Regions from separate parts of the Zea mays genome. Here region 1 is linked to region 2. Evidence: chromatin contacts called from public Hi-C data. All regions are on one chromosome and are shown on one strand. Each heading gives the region's core, a stretch centred on a gene start, on an enhancer-like site or on the middle of the called end of the contact. The rest is flanking DNA. Distances are from core to core; before and after follow the strand shown.

Region 1 (7,098 bases), core at 3,889-6,388, 190 kb before region 2:
TAAGATTCCCTCACAAGCATGTTCGTAGTTGTAAGGAAAATGAACCTAGCTAATTTGATTAATGGATTATTGTTTTTGATGACCAACGTAACCATTTGAACTATGTTGTTTGCTAGTGTTTATGAATATAGTTCAAAGGATGTAGTGTGGACTTAGACAAAGGCAACATGGTGATCGAGAAGATCAACAATTCAAACAATATATTAGAAAAAATGCCAAAAACCTACCGAAATCACGCAAGAGTCCAAGACAAAAGATAGAAAAAGCTTGATTAAAGAGAAACGAAGAAAATAAAATAGGCTGCCGAGCAACATCGGACATGTCTGGTGTAGCACCAGATAAAGCATCGGACAGGAGAAGCGTCTGTACCGAAGAAAGGGCTGAAAATCAGAGTACACTTGACACGCAGGATTGCATTGAAGTAGCACATAATGGGGCACTGGATATATTACTCGTAGAGGTCTACATCGTGTTTGGAGAGGTCCATAAGACACCAGACATGTTCGTTGTGTCACGGGGATACTCCGTCAGATAGGGTACTCATATAGGTTGCAAACACATATGACTGAAGGAACCAAACACCCCTAAGTACAAGGTCCAAGCCCAACACCAACACATACACACAGCCCAACATACAGAAAATAAAAGATGAAAGCGGAGTGTGGATCATGGCAGGAGTGAAACATATGGCAATTTTGATATATAGGCCGACACTGAGAGTTCTTCTTTGGCACACTTTGTGTAGTTTTTTTTGTACAGCCTTGTTCTGCTAGTCTTGGCTCACCTTCTTTTTAATTTAACAAGCACAGCTAGCCCTTCTACCTTGTTTCTTTCAAAAAAAAAACATCGACAAAAACTTTGCATGCCCAGCTATATATCGCGCTTGGCCAGATCCCGTATTGTAGTACGTACAAATTAAGAGTAATACATGGATCAGGGATAATAAAAATGGCAAGTTTAGAAGATGTAGTGGCAGCTGCTGCCATGATCGCCCCTCGCTGTTCGTTAGCTCCAATGCATTTTGGTGGCGCCCTGAAATGAAATATACATGATCCATTATATAGACGAATATATGTATGCATGTCCTGGTTCAGTAATATATATATATATATTACAAAACTATCCAAGTAATATATATATTCACCTCCTCGATCCTATGCCGGCCTCGCGCCTAGCTAGCAATAGCAAAGAGTTGCTTTCTACTTGAAGAAGGAGCCAGTCTTCATGGCGTCCTCGTTGGCTTCACCAAGAGCAGCCTCGTTGAGGTACTTGTCAGCAAGCTGCACACGCTTGACGTTCTCCTGCTCCGCCACCAGCATGTGTCCGTACTCCAAGAGCTTCTCGATCGTTATCTTGGGCTGCTCGAACGTGGGCGGGCCCTCCTTGGAGTTGACGAGCTTCCTGGCGATGTTCTCGACGCCGGTCTCGCTCACCCACCGTCGGACCTCGTCGTCGTAGACCCGGGCACGCAGCGCGCCGAAGAAGTCGATGGACTGGCCAGGGAAGGTGTCGACCAGCTGGACGACGTGCTCCTCGTCGACGCCGTCGGTGCGGAAGATGCCCTTGCAGACGCCGATGCGGTCCTCGCGGGTGGGCGCCCAGTAGAACTTCTCCATGCGGCCGTCGCGGATGAGCGGCGCGTAGAGCGTGGAGAAGTCGTTGCCGGTGACGATGATGGGCACGCGGGGGTTGTCCTCCTTGTTGTACATCCCCGGGAGCTGCACGTTGGTGGGGTTGTCGGCGATGTTCATCAGGGTGGCGTTGACCATCTGGTTGTTCACCGTGTACTGGGTGGTGCCGCCCATGCGACCCGCGCCGGCGTCGAGGTCGTTGATGAAGAGGCAGGACATCTTGCCCTTCTTGATGAGGTCGGAGGCCTCACGGTAGCGCTGCCTGATGAGCTTGGCGGGCTCTCCGGCGTTGCCGCTCTCCAGCTCGCCGGCGCTCATCATGATGGGGCTGCATGCATGCATGCATTGGAATGATTTACTACTAGCTAGTATATATTATCGAAGGCAATAATAATAGACGAATCGAAATAAATTAACGTACGTGATGCCCATCTTGGCGAAGACCAGCTCGCATTGGAACGATTTTCCCTGGCCTTTGCCTCCCCAGATACCCAGGATGAGGGGAACCTTGATGTTTGGCAGGGTCATGAAGTTCTTGGAGAGGTGGACGACGAGCTTGTCCATGAAGCCCTTGGCTATGTAGAAGCCATCCATCATGTTGTCGAAGTTGTAAGACTTTTGGCCCTGGCTGATGTAGTCGTAGGAGCTGAGCACGGCGACGTGGGTGCCGTCCCCCATAGGCGCCTGGAAGAGGTTGTCGACGAGGCCCTTGCCCCTGGTGATGTCCTGCTGGTCGTCCGAGATGTCGTAGGCCAGGCCCTTCCACCTGTCCTCGTCGGTCTGCTTCGTCTCGTCCACCTCCTTGGCAGCCATCGCCTTGAACCTGCTGTTGCTGCTGGAGCTCTTGCCATGGTAGGTCACGGCCGCGGACACCTGCGGCTTGTTGAGCTTCTTCCCGAGGAAGCTGCTCCTGGTCGGGGTGGAGGCCTGATGATCGGTCGATGCATGATGCATGTACATATACATATATATGCCGTCAAGAAGGTCTCAAGGAGATACATATATGATCATGAAATGCATGCATGAAGAAGAAGATCCCGAACTAGCAGCAGAGCAGCTAGCAGATGCTTGGAATTAACACGCGCGGTCACCCACCGGAGCTCCGACGGTGGAGGAGAAGGCGGCCGCCATTTCTTGTGCTTTTTAGTTCGGACCTTGCAGCTCAAAGTAGTGAGGTCGTCGAGGCACGCACACGGCGGCGTTAAATAAAGAGAGCTAGCGCTAGCAGGTATGGTGGTGGTGGTGGTGGCCGGCGTTGCGCGGTGGCTGGCTGTGCTCGGGAGGTCAGGGTCTCTGAGGGGGGAAAGGGGGCCGCAATGTGTGGATCAGCTTTGCCATCACCCTCAGGCCACACGCTGAGGATGGGGTTCTTCGATGTCCATACGTACGTGGCCCCACGCATCATCCAAGCCTAATCATTGCAAGATCGAGTAGACTTCTCTTTTCTTGGTGGCTTGTTGCATTGGCAACGTTCTGTGAAACTGCATTGCATTGCTCACGAACCACAACCTTCAATTCGATCGATCGTCTTCAGTTTCATTTCATTTAAAACAAAATTGTATGCTAGCTAGCTCAAGTGCCATAGAAAATGATTGTTTCGACATGTATGTATCTGTGTTCCTTGTCTTCTCTGATATAAATTAATACATGCGTACGTCGATAGCTACAGTTCAAATTTGTATCCGGCCGGCCATGCATTTGATGACGAACCATGCATGCACTAGCTTCAATTTTTCTTTGCTGGACGTACGTGGGGATGAAACACAACCAAAATCTAACTCAAGTAGCCAACGCCCTCTTGACCGGCGACAGCAACCATTAGCGGCCAAAGTTTGTATCCTGGCTCAAACTTAAGTACGTGCCACAGAAATTGTTTGGACAATTATATTAGTTGTACACGCAGCTGCCGTCGTCGCTCCTGGCGGTAGGGTCGAAGTTGCCGGCCTTGGGGTCAGTGCACCCCTCCGGCACGGGCACGCGGACATGCTGCGCCGCCTTGCCATACAAGTCGTCGTCGTCGTTTGCGTCGCCCAGCGCCGCCTCGCTGAGGTACTTGTCTGCCAGCTGCACGCGCTTCACGTTCTCCTGCTCCTCCACCAGCATGCGCCCGTACTCCATGAGCTTGTCCAGCGTCATCCTCGGCTGCTCGAACGTGGGCGGGCCCTCCTTGGAGTTGACGAGCCTCCTGGCGATGTTCTCCACGCCGGTCTCGGCCACCCACCGCCGCACCTCGTCGTCGTACACCCTGGCGCGGAGGGCGCCGAAGAAGTCGATGGACTGGCCCGGGAAGGCGTCCACCAGCCTCACCACGTCCTCGTCGGGGACGCCGTCGCTGCGGAAGATGCCCTTGCACACGCCCACGCGGTCCTCGCGGGTGGGAGCCCAGTAGAACTTGTCCATGCGCCCGTCGCGGATCAGCGGCGCATACAGCGTCGAGAAGTCGTTGCCCGTGACGATGATGGGCACGCGGGGGTTCTCCTCCTTGTTGTACATCCCCGGGAGCTGCACGTTGGTGGGGTTGTCGGCGATGTTCATCAGCGTCGCGTTCACCATCTGGTTGTTCACCGTGTACTGCGTCGTGCCGCCCATCCGCCCCGCGCCGGCGTCCAGGTCGTTGATGAACAGCACGCACATCTTGCCCTTCTTGATCATGTCGGCCGCCTCGCGGTAGCGCTGGCGGATCAGCTTCGCAGGCTCGCCGGCGTTGCCGCTCTCCAGCTCGCCGGCGCTCATAACGATGGGGCTAAGTATTATTAAATTTCTATTCAGTATGTACGTATGCTAGGCATGCATGTAGCTTCTTAATATATTATATTAATAATTCTTACTTGATTCCCATCTTGGCCAAGACAAGCTCACATTGGAAGGACTTCCCTTGGCCCTTGCCTCCCCAGATACCCAGGATGAGGGGCACCTTGATGTTTGGCAGGGGCATGAAGTTCTTGGCGATGTGGACAACGAGCTTGTCCATGAACGCGGGAGCGATGTAGTAGCCATCCATCATGTTGTCCAAGCTGTAGTGCCTGAGCCCCTGGCTGATGTAGTCGTAGGAGCTGAGCACGGCGACGTGGGTGCCGTCCCCCATGGGCGCCTGGAACAGCGGGTCCACGCGGCCCTTCCCCCTGGTGATGTCCTGCTGGTCGTCCGAGGTGTCCAAGGCCAGGCCCCTCCACCTGTCCTGCTCCGTCTCCTTGTTCACCGCCATGGCTCTGACTCTGATGGTGGTCGTGGCGCCATGCAGGGAGTCGTACCCCTTCTTCTTATTCCTGATGATGATGCTGGTGACGAGCTTCTTGCCGAGGAAGCCGCTCGCCTGCATACATATCTTCAGTGACTCTGTCTCGTCGATCTTACTACCAGCTAGCTGCCTAGCTCTGTAGAGTACTTACCGCGAGAGCAGCGACGACGGAAGTGGAGGAGAAAGCTGCAGCGGCAGCCATAGGTGGTCGACGGATGGATCGGAGCTTCAATTCTGAGATCGGAGTATATATATGCTATTATATTAGCTGACGATCGATGAGGATTCAACACAATGCAATTGCAAGCTGCCGCCGCACGCGGTTATATATAGTTGCAGTTGCAGATCGATGGATGCATGAATGCATGCTCTAGATCTTTCCCGTCCTTTTTGGCTGTCTCCCGCAACATCTTCTAAAATTTATTCTCTAAAGTCTAGTTTAGCAACACCGTTTTCTCGAGAGATTCTAATTTTTACAAGAGAAAATAAATTAATTTCTCTTACGGGGCGTTTGGATCCCTTCATTTTTAGAGGAATTAGAATTCACTCAATAAACTAATTTATTTAGTTTAGAATTTGACATTACACCACTTTACAAAATTCAGATATAAACTTAACTTAAATTCATGGGTGGAAGATGAGAAATGATTTTATGCATTAGTAGAATTTGTTTCTACTCTGTAACTTACATGACACTCTTTGTCTCACTCCTCTATAGTAAAAATGTAGCACATAAATATCTCCGACATCTTGCTAATAATAATATACAAATATATTTTATATAAAATCGAATTATCTTAATTGATATATGCCTAAATTACTATTATTAGAATGGAATTCAATTCCAATGATCCAAATAGGGCGTTAGGAAAATAAAAATCACTTAGGAAAATAAGATTTCCAAACTAACCCTAAAAGAATATTCCCTGTCCTTTACAACACATTCTAAAACATTATGTACTCTATATATATTTTCGTTATCTCCAGCAATATTCTCTAAATTCAGTCCTCTCTATATCTACATTGTGCCACATTTGGCAATACAAATTGGATTTTTATTGGTTGCTTAAATAAAACTATTCATATGTCGCAGAATTAAAATACGCTATGCACCATATATTGATTATTTTGTGAAAATAATATTATTACATATTATTTAGGAAACTAATGTACCAGACAATAAAAATCCCTCCTAGCAAAAATGAACTAGGAACTAATTAAAATAATTACATTTTGTACCCTACATTACTACTCGTGATTCTACAAGGAAAAAGTTATCCGACTTTTTTAAAAAATACATTACGTCGTTCATGTCTATCGACTATAATGCTTAATCAAACATTTCCTCCAGCACTAGCCAAGCGTCCACGATTTCCATGCTGAGGTAGTTGAGGAACACCAGGAGCTCGGCGAGGTAGATGACGTCGCCATTGTCGACAAGCATCATGAGGTCCACCTTGCCAACGTCGTCCCTAGCCACCGACCTCCCGCCGTCCCTCGGCTACTCCCTCTCGACCACGCCGTATGCGTTGTACTACCCATGGCTCGGACGCGTAGCTCGGCGGTGGTTACGACAGGGGCGGGGACAGGGAAGGAGGCGAGACCGTCGAGCTCAGCATCGTCGAGAGCTCCAACGACTTCGACGAGCTGTCATGCGGCTATACGTTCTGGTGCCATGGCTACCACCACCAGAGGCGGACGTCTCCTACGCTTTCACGACGATGGCTCTAGAGCTTCCGATCAAGCGTACGAGAGAATGAAAGAAGTTGGCGTGCGTGATTGAACAGTGCATAGAGACGCTATATTATAGCGGATGATTTAGAGTTTGTTGTTGGAAAGAGCCTTAATTAGCATGCATCATGCTTAGTTCAGTTAGCAGCTTGCTAGGGTCCGAGAAGTAGAAGGTGACTATAGAGCAAAAGCGAGAGACACGACAGTACGAGTAAAATATATGTATTCTTTATTGATAGAATGCCTTACTTATATAGATAAAAAGGGTGTAGTCTAAGAGGTGTTTATAATAAGAGGCCAATGCTAAGAGATACCTGTACCATCTAAGGCTTTGTTCGGTTATTTTAATTCTATATGGATTGGTGTGTATTGAGATAAATTAGGTTAGTTAAAACTTGCTATGAATTTAAACCGACTCAATATCATCTAATCTAAATAGATTAACGGCGAAACGAACAACCCCTAAACCTAAAGGGTGTCTTTTGAAGAGACGAGATC
Region 2 (6,889 bases), core at 679-3,178:
TCAACAATCATGATATTCCCTGGGTAAACCTGGTTTGGAGCAACTATTATAGGACAGACAGGCTCCCTGGCTGCTCAAAAATTGGCTCCTTTTGGTGGAAAAGTTTGCTTAGTCTTGTCCAAGATTACAAGGGACTGGCTGCCCCAACTATTGGGGATGGAAGAACCATTCTTTTCTGGGAAGATATGTGGAATAGGGGCACCCCGGCTCATCAATATCCTGAATTATTTTCCTTTGCTTGTAACAGCAAACTTACCGTCAAAGAAGCTATCCAAAAGGAACACCTTATTGAAATTTTTCAGCTTCCTCTGTCGGTGCAAGCCTATGAACAATTTCTTGACTTAGATGCAACTTGGGGGCAAATCATGGTGGCCAACACAAAAGATGCTTGGAAACTCATTTGGGGAGCTGATAATTTCTCTACAAAGAAAACTTATAGACATTTGATGGGTCAGGCTCAAGTTCATCAGATCTTCAGATCGCTTTGGAAAAATAAGTGTCAACCAAAACATAAGGTTTTTTTGGCTTTGGTTAAAGAACAGACTCAATACAAGGGATATGCTGAGGAGGAAAAACATGAATCTTGAGTCTTACACTTGTGAAAATTGCATCTGCCAAAAGGAGAAAACCCTTTATCATCTTTTCCTCAAATGTAACTTCGCGAAGGCTGCTGGAATTCTATTGGTCTGACGCCCCCAAGAATTACTAATCCTGTGGACGCTGCAGTAAATCTAATGCAGCAGCTCAATGTTTCCTTCTCTATGGAAATTGTCATTCTCATGACTTGGAGCATTTGGAAGTGCCGTAATGCCTGGCTTTTTCAGGATAAGGACCCAACAGTGCAGCATTGTAAAAATGAGTTCGCAAAGGAATTACATCTGGTCACGCTTAGAGCTAAAGGAAGATTCGATTCGACAATACCTGAATGGCTTCAGCATTGGCAATAGATCCCGTCAATTTTACCCTTTTGTAATTTTGTAATTTACTTTCCTGTATGCTTCTAACTCTGTCGTTTTAAAATTTTAATAAAATTTCAGTAGGGGCTTGCCCCTCCTGTCCTATCAAAAAAACCTGAGAGGCCTGTGATTTTGGATGTCTTCAGGTTCAGATCGCTGTGTCGCCTACTCGCCTCGTCTAGCAGTCCCAGGCCCAGGACTGCAAAGCAAACAGGCCCCCATATGTATATCATTTGGGGTACATACAATAGTGTTTTTAGTTGTATCTTCGAGTGTGTCTAAATGGTGAATGTAAAAAAACCCAAGATATATATCTTGACGAAGACACAGTGTCTTAACTTTATGTTCAAGATAGGAGGCTAGCTGATTGATCACTTTAATTTATTTAATGCTCTAATTGGTACAATAAATATGATAAGACACATATTTTAGACATGTCCACTGTATTATATTGTGTTTTAGTTATGTCTTATACTTGGAGTACCGTTCAACAGTGTCAGGGTTGTACATGCCCTTATACGATTTTCAGCCAGCCGAGTTGTTTTTGATATTGTCCTAGAGAAGCTGGATTAGTTTTTTTTTCTAACCAGCTTTTCTAAGAATTTTGGTGTGGTTCCAGCCAGCCGAGTTGTTTTTGACATTGTCCTAGAGAAGCTGGATTAACTTTTTTTCTAACCAACTTTTCTAAGAATTTGGCGGTGGAGATAATCTTATTATCGTTGGGATTCCATGCACAGAAAGATGAAGGTATATATAGGGTTCATGATTTAAAGTGACGGATTTCTACCATTACAACGACTCGATAAATTATATCTTTATTTTGATTTTGGATGATTTTTAACAAATCGATTTTTATTGAAGTCAAAGCTAAATTTTTTTCCTCGGCTGTAGCGTAGAAAGCGGAGTGTAATAACGAAGAAGTCGCAGTCGCAGCGCCAGCTTCCCGGAGCCTTCCTTCTTCTTCCATTCCATGATTTCCCACCCTAGGCGGCGGCGTAGTGCTCCCTCCATCTGCTAGACTTTTTGATGCACCCACATCACACCCACACCCACCAGCGCGAGACTGCCATGGCCCCAACGCCGGAGGATCCAGCCGCCGACGACTCCGAGCCCTTCTCGCCGTCCATCTTCCTCGACCTGCCTCCGACACCCCACCCTGGTGACGATGGCAAGGACTCGATGATAGACCTCCATTTCATCAGGCGCTTGCTCATGGAGGACGACGACGTCCAGTTCCAGTATGCCGACCACCACGCGCTCCTTCAGGCCGCTGAGGAGCCCTTCGCTCAGATCCTCGCGGGCTCGGCTGGATCCTCTGTTTCCGGCTCGGCAACAGCCGACACGACAGCAATTTACTACCCAGACGGTACGGGATTCCATTTCCATCAGCAGACTGCAGGCCCTACGAGTACGACTGGAGATGACGGGGTAGTAACCATGGACATGCTCAACCGGGCGTTCCTCAAGGGTATGGAAGAGGCCAACAAGTTCTTGCCCGTCGTCGCCAGCAGCACCCACACCAGCCTGCTGTGTCGTGACTATGCCTCCAAACACAGAGTGGTGGATGGGATTGGGATGCCATTATTCTTCCAGGAGAGTAGTGGTAATAACCGTAGAGGCAGGGGCTGCCACCATGATGATGACGGCGACGACGAGGCCGACACTAGAAGCGCCAAGCTGATTGCACCAGAGCTGGAGGAAAGCGGCGAGGTGACCGACGGCGTATTTCTCAGAGGCTACGAGGTGGCCCTGGAGAAAATGAACGGCTTGAGCACCAACGTGCCTGGTGCCATGTCACGGCAGGGACAGGGGAGGCAGCAGAGGAGCAGCGGCAACGAGGCAGTAGACCTGCGCACCTTGCTCGTCCACTGCGCAGAGGCCGTGTCCACAGGCAACCGCCCCGGAGCGACGGAGCTGCTGCGGCAGATCAGGCAACGCTCCTCGCCGAGGGGAGACGCCTCGCAGAGGCTAGCACATTGCTTCGCCCAGGGACTCGAGCTGCGGCTAGCCGGCACCGGCGCAAAGCCGAAGCGCGCCCCGGCTGGTGTCCACCTCCTGAAGGCATACCTGCTGTCCATGCAAGTTTGCTGCTTCAGAATGGTAGCCTTCAAGTCCTGTCATATGGCCATCAGCAAGGCCGTCGCGGGGAGGAAGAAGGTGCACATCGTGGACTACGGCGTGGACCACGGCTTCCACTGGCTGCTCCTGCTGGGTGCCTGGGCCACCCGGGTGGGTGGGCCGCCGGAGGTGAGGATCACCGGCATCGACTTCCCCCAGCCTGGGTTCCGCTCGGCTACCCGGACCGAGGGGGCTGGGCGCCGGCTCAGCGACTTCGCCCGCCAGTGCGGCGTCCCGTTCAAGTTCCGCAGCATCGTCGCCACCAAGTGGGAGATGATTTTTGCCGAGGACCTCGAGATAGAGCCAGATGAGGTGCTCGTCGTCAATGGTCTCTTCTACTTCGGGAAACTCATGGACGACGAGGGCGTCGACGGAGACTGCCCGAGCCCTAGGGACATGGTCCTCGGCAACATCAGCAGGATGCGGCCGGAGGTGTTCGTCCTCTACGTCGACAACAGCTCGCACAACGCGCCCTTCTTCGCGACGCGGTTCAGGGAGGCGCTCTTCTACTACTCTGCGCTGTTCGACATGATGGACGCGACGACGCCGCGGGACAGCGACGACCGCGTCTTGGTCGAGCGGGAGCTGCTGGGGCGGTGTGCCTTGAACGTTATCACCTGCGAGGGCTCGGAGAGGGTGGAGCGACCCGAGACGTATAGGCAGTGGCAGGTGCGGTGCAGCAGGGCAGGGCTCAGGCAGCTGCCGCTGGATCCTAGCACGGTCAAGTGTTTGAGTGATTTGGTCAAGGAGGGCTACCACAAGGACTTTGTCATCGATGTGGATCAGCAGTGGCTCCTCCAGGGCTGGAAGGGACGCATACTCTATGCCATGTCCACATGGGCAGCAGATAGATAGGTACTGTAGCTAGCATTTTAAGGCTATCAAATTTGTGCATGTTTCTATATTATTTCGACGTCGTTCATCCTAACACGGGCCCTGAATAGTTAGTTCCGTGTGATATACTATGATATCTATGATATAGTTAGTTCCGTGTGATACTGTACTATGATATCTATATGTCTTATATTCATATAGGTAGATCTTACTCAAATAAGATAGTTATTCAAATAAGATCCAAACTCCAAAGGATGACAACCGGGAACTAGAACAGAATCAGCGGTGGGCGCGCCTCCAACACCTCACAAAGGCTGACAACCAGGAACCAGAACGGCCATTGACCAACACACTATTACCTAAGCCACCACCACCATGATGATGATCGTCGCCCAGGTTTGCTGGAGTTCGTTCACCGGCTCGGACTCTTGCCCATGGCTAAATATGTGGTGTCGTACACCACCTAGCCATAGCTTTTCTAAAACCTGCATCTTTCCAAAAGCCCGCCATATATAGAGAGGGGAGAGAGAGGAGGAGAAAGATCACCACTGCGGTAAATTCTTGGGTACGTCGCTTCTAGGCCTTCGCTGGGTGGTTTAGGGAGTTCGTTTGGTCTTGCAACATGAGTGGGAGGCGCAGTCGAGCAGGGTTAGCAACCGAGACTCAACGAATTGTCGTTGGGGTGGAGTTCGTGGCTGCGCCACCCCGCCGTCGTGGCCCCTTCACTACGGAGCCGTTCGTGACGCCGGGGATATTAATTGTAGAATATGTCATACAAAAATACCAATTGGAATATTATTGTTGATCACTTGTTCTCAAATGTTGTAGGTCAAGAACAAGGCAATACAATTGTTAATGGTTAAAGACCTTCATCCTCCGAAACATTATTTCCTCCCGGAAATAATGATCTTTAGACGAAGGTCATGAAGGACATACCTTCATCGTTTTAACATATAAATATGAATGTAAATAATAACACCAAGGAATAAAGATAGTAATTGACATAAATCATTGATTCGTTTATCCTTATATTCCAAAAACATAAATAAACATCAATAATGTTTATATTACATATGTACCTTCGGCTTGCCGAGAGGTGAGAGAACGGGAATAACGCGAGTGATTACAATCCAGCATGAACAGTACATGGGTGTTCATCTATTTATAGGCGCAAGATGCAACCCGGACACAATTACATTCATGTCCCTGACATTTACTCACAATCATAATACGAATAATCAAGGACTAAACTGTCTTTTTCCCTTGAGTTGGTGACGATCTTCGGCTTCATCATAATACTAGACCGAAGCTTCTTCAGCCATAGCTTCGGCTCTCATCCGTATCATCATGTCGCATATGCTTTTATATTATCTTGCCGAAGGTGTTTTCGCCTTGAGTACCTTCGGCAAAGAAGAAGACCCTCAATAGAAGCCCCTTCGCGTTGCTAGATCATTTTTCGTAACGAGCTCGATCCGCAAAAAACACGAAGGCTTCGGAATGCCGAAGGTCCAAAAAACACCTTCCCTGAGCTTTTTGTCGGGAAACGATTAAAATATTCCGGTTGTCGGTCGGTCCACCGCTCAGCCAGTGTAAGCGGTATGACGGTCCACCTTCTCTCCCTGCAACACTATATAAACAAACGGGTTGTGAGGAGTTACCACGACATTCATTGCTATCGCACCATTGTGCTGTTAAAAATTTTAACCATAGCCGAATCTTCCTGCGTTGCATTTTCATGCAAGCGCTTCGTCACCTGAGATTAGCTTTGGCTTAAAGAACCTGAACACACAAATGGCCAGGGTAAGATCCACCGCTAGGGTATCTCATGAAGGAGAGGAGACCGAAATCGTCGAAACAACACCAATTTCAGAAGTAATGAAGCGATCAGGTCTAGTTGTGTCAGAGGAAGTTGCTGCCGAAGGTGCTTCCAATGTTGAAGCTGAACAGATTGTAGTTGGAGGTGAAAATGATAATGAAAGTGAAGATGATATGACCACGCCATTAAGCAACACGTTACAACCCCCAAGATATACTACATCAACTCAAGTACAACCAACATCATCACCAACCCAAGTCTTTGATGGACCAATTACACGTAGCCGAGCTAAGAAGCTACAACAAGAGGTGCATGTGCTACTTTATGAATTTCATTAAACACTAATGAGAACTTTATGCTACCTAAGTCGTGTATGTTGATATTACTTAGGTTCACAAAGAGGAAGGACAAAACATATCAAGGGCGAATCAACAAGAAGAGCTATGTCCGAGTCAGTCCAGCGCAACAGAACCGTCCAGAAGAAACAGTCATATCTTTTGATTCCCAAAAGCTATGAAGGCCCATAAGTACTTTTTGGAAAGCTCTTGAAGTCTAGTTTCCAATGCTTCTAAAGTCGACTTAACCACATCTACTAGAAAGGCAGCCGACCTACTTTAGTGCTGACTGGTCAGAAGGTCAATAGTCTGCTTGATGACCAAGTTTTCGTATTAAACTGCATCATTCTATGAAGTTTCATTAAGCATGCTATATATGGTGAGAAAGCTTATCAAGTTAGCTTTCCAATGCAACCAGTCCCACGTCATTTGAAGATTCTTAGAAGAAGTTATTGTCAAAATACTGAAGGCTGCGCAGAAGTTAAACAGCCACACGGAAATCAGCTCTGTAGATCTCCCGAAGAGGCTCCTTCACATTAGCACATGAAAATACTTTTGTTTCGTGTTTATACCTCGCTAAGGCTGGTTGCTACTAGTATAAATACCCCCTATGTCTATGATGTAAGGCAGCTTATGATAATCTAAAATAGAACCCCTTTTTGTTCAGCTGTGTGCTAACAAATATTGAGAGTGATCTCTACCCCTTTGCTCTTGTGAGTTCCTTCGCGGGATTGCAGAAGCGGCGACTTCATCTGCTCCCAATTGGTGCTCCTACTCCCTTCGAGGTCTCCTCGATTGATTGTAGGCTGTGTTGGTTGGTTCTTTGAGAG

What was found. Hi-C and Micro-C count contacts between places; a contact is called where the count stands out from the background.
Region 1: a Hi-C map of ear shows a contact between it and region 2, with 2.8 times the contacts expected there. The contact joins the promoter of LOC100382265 here to the promoter of LOC100279519 in region 2. A contact is called at or near these places in 4 of 25 Hi-C or Micro-C datasets (ear, leaf and tassel).

Annotation. Positions count from the first base shown.
Region 1 is chr4:1,221,312-1,228,409 of Zm-B73-REFERENCE-NAM-5.0, reverse strand. LOC100382265 (RUBISCO activase1) reads right to left here and starts at 5,138. Exons shown (of 3, transcript NM_001175017.1): 1 at 5,021-5,138; 2 at 4,460-4,944; 3 at 3,417-4,374. The coding sequence starts at 5,071. The coding sequence ends at 3,519. LOC541712 (RUBISCO activase 1) reads right to left here and starts at 2,781. Exons shown (of 3, transcript NM_001111451.2): 1 at 2,727-2,781; 2 at 2,053-2,558; 3 at 1,117-1,959. The coding sequence starts at 2,762. The coding sequence ends at 1,200.
Region 2 is chr4:1,030,909-1,037,797 of Zm-B73-REFERENCE-NAM-5.0, reverse strand. It overlaps LOC100279519, which reads left to right and starts at 1,928. Exons shown (of 1, transcript NM_001152518.2): 1 at 1,928-4,069. The coding sequence starts at 1,983. The coding sequence ends at 3,929.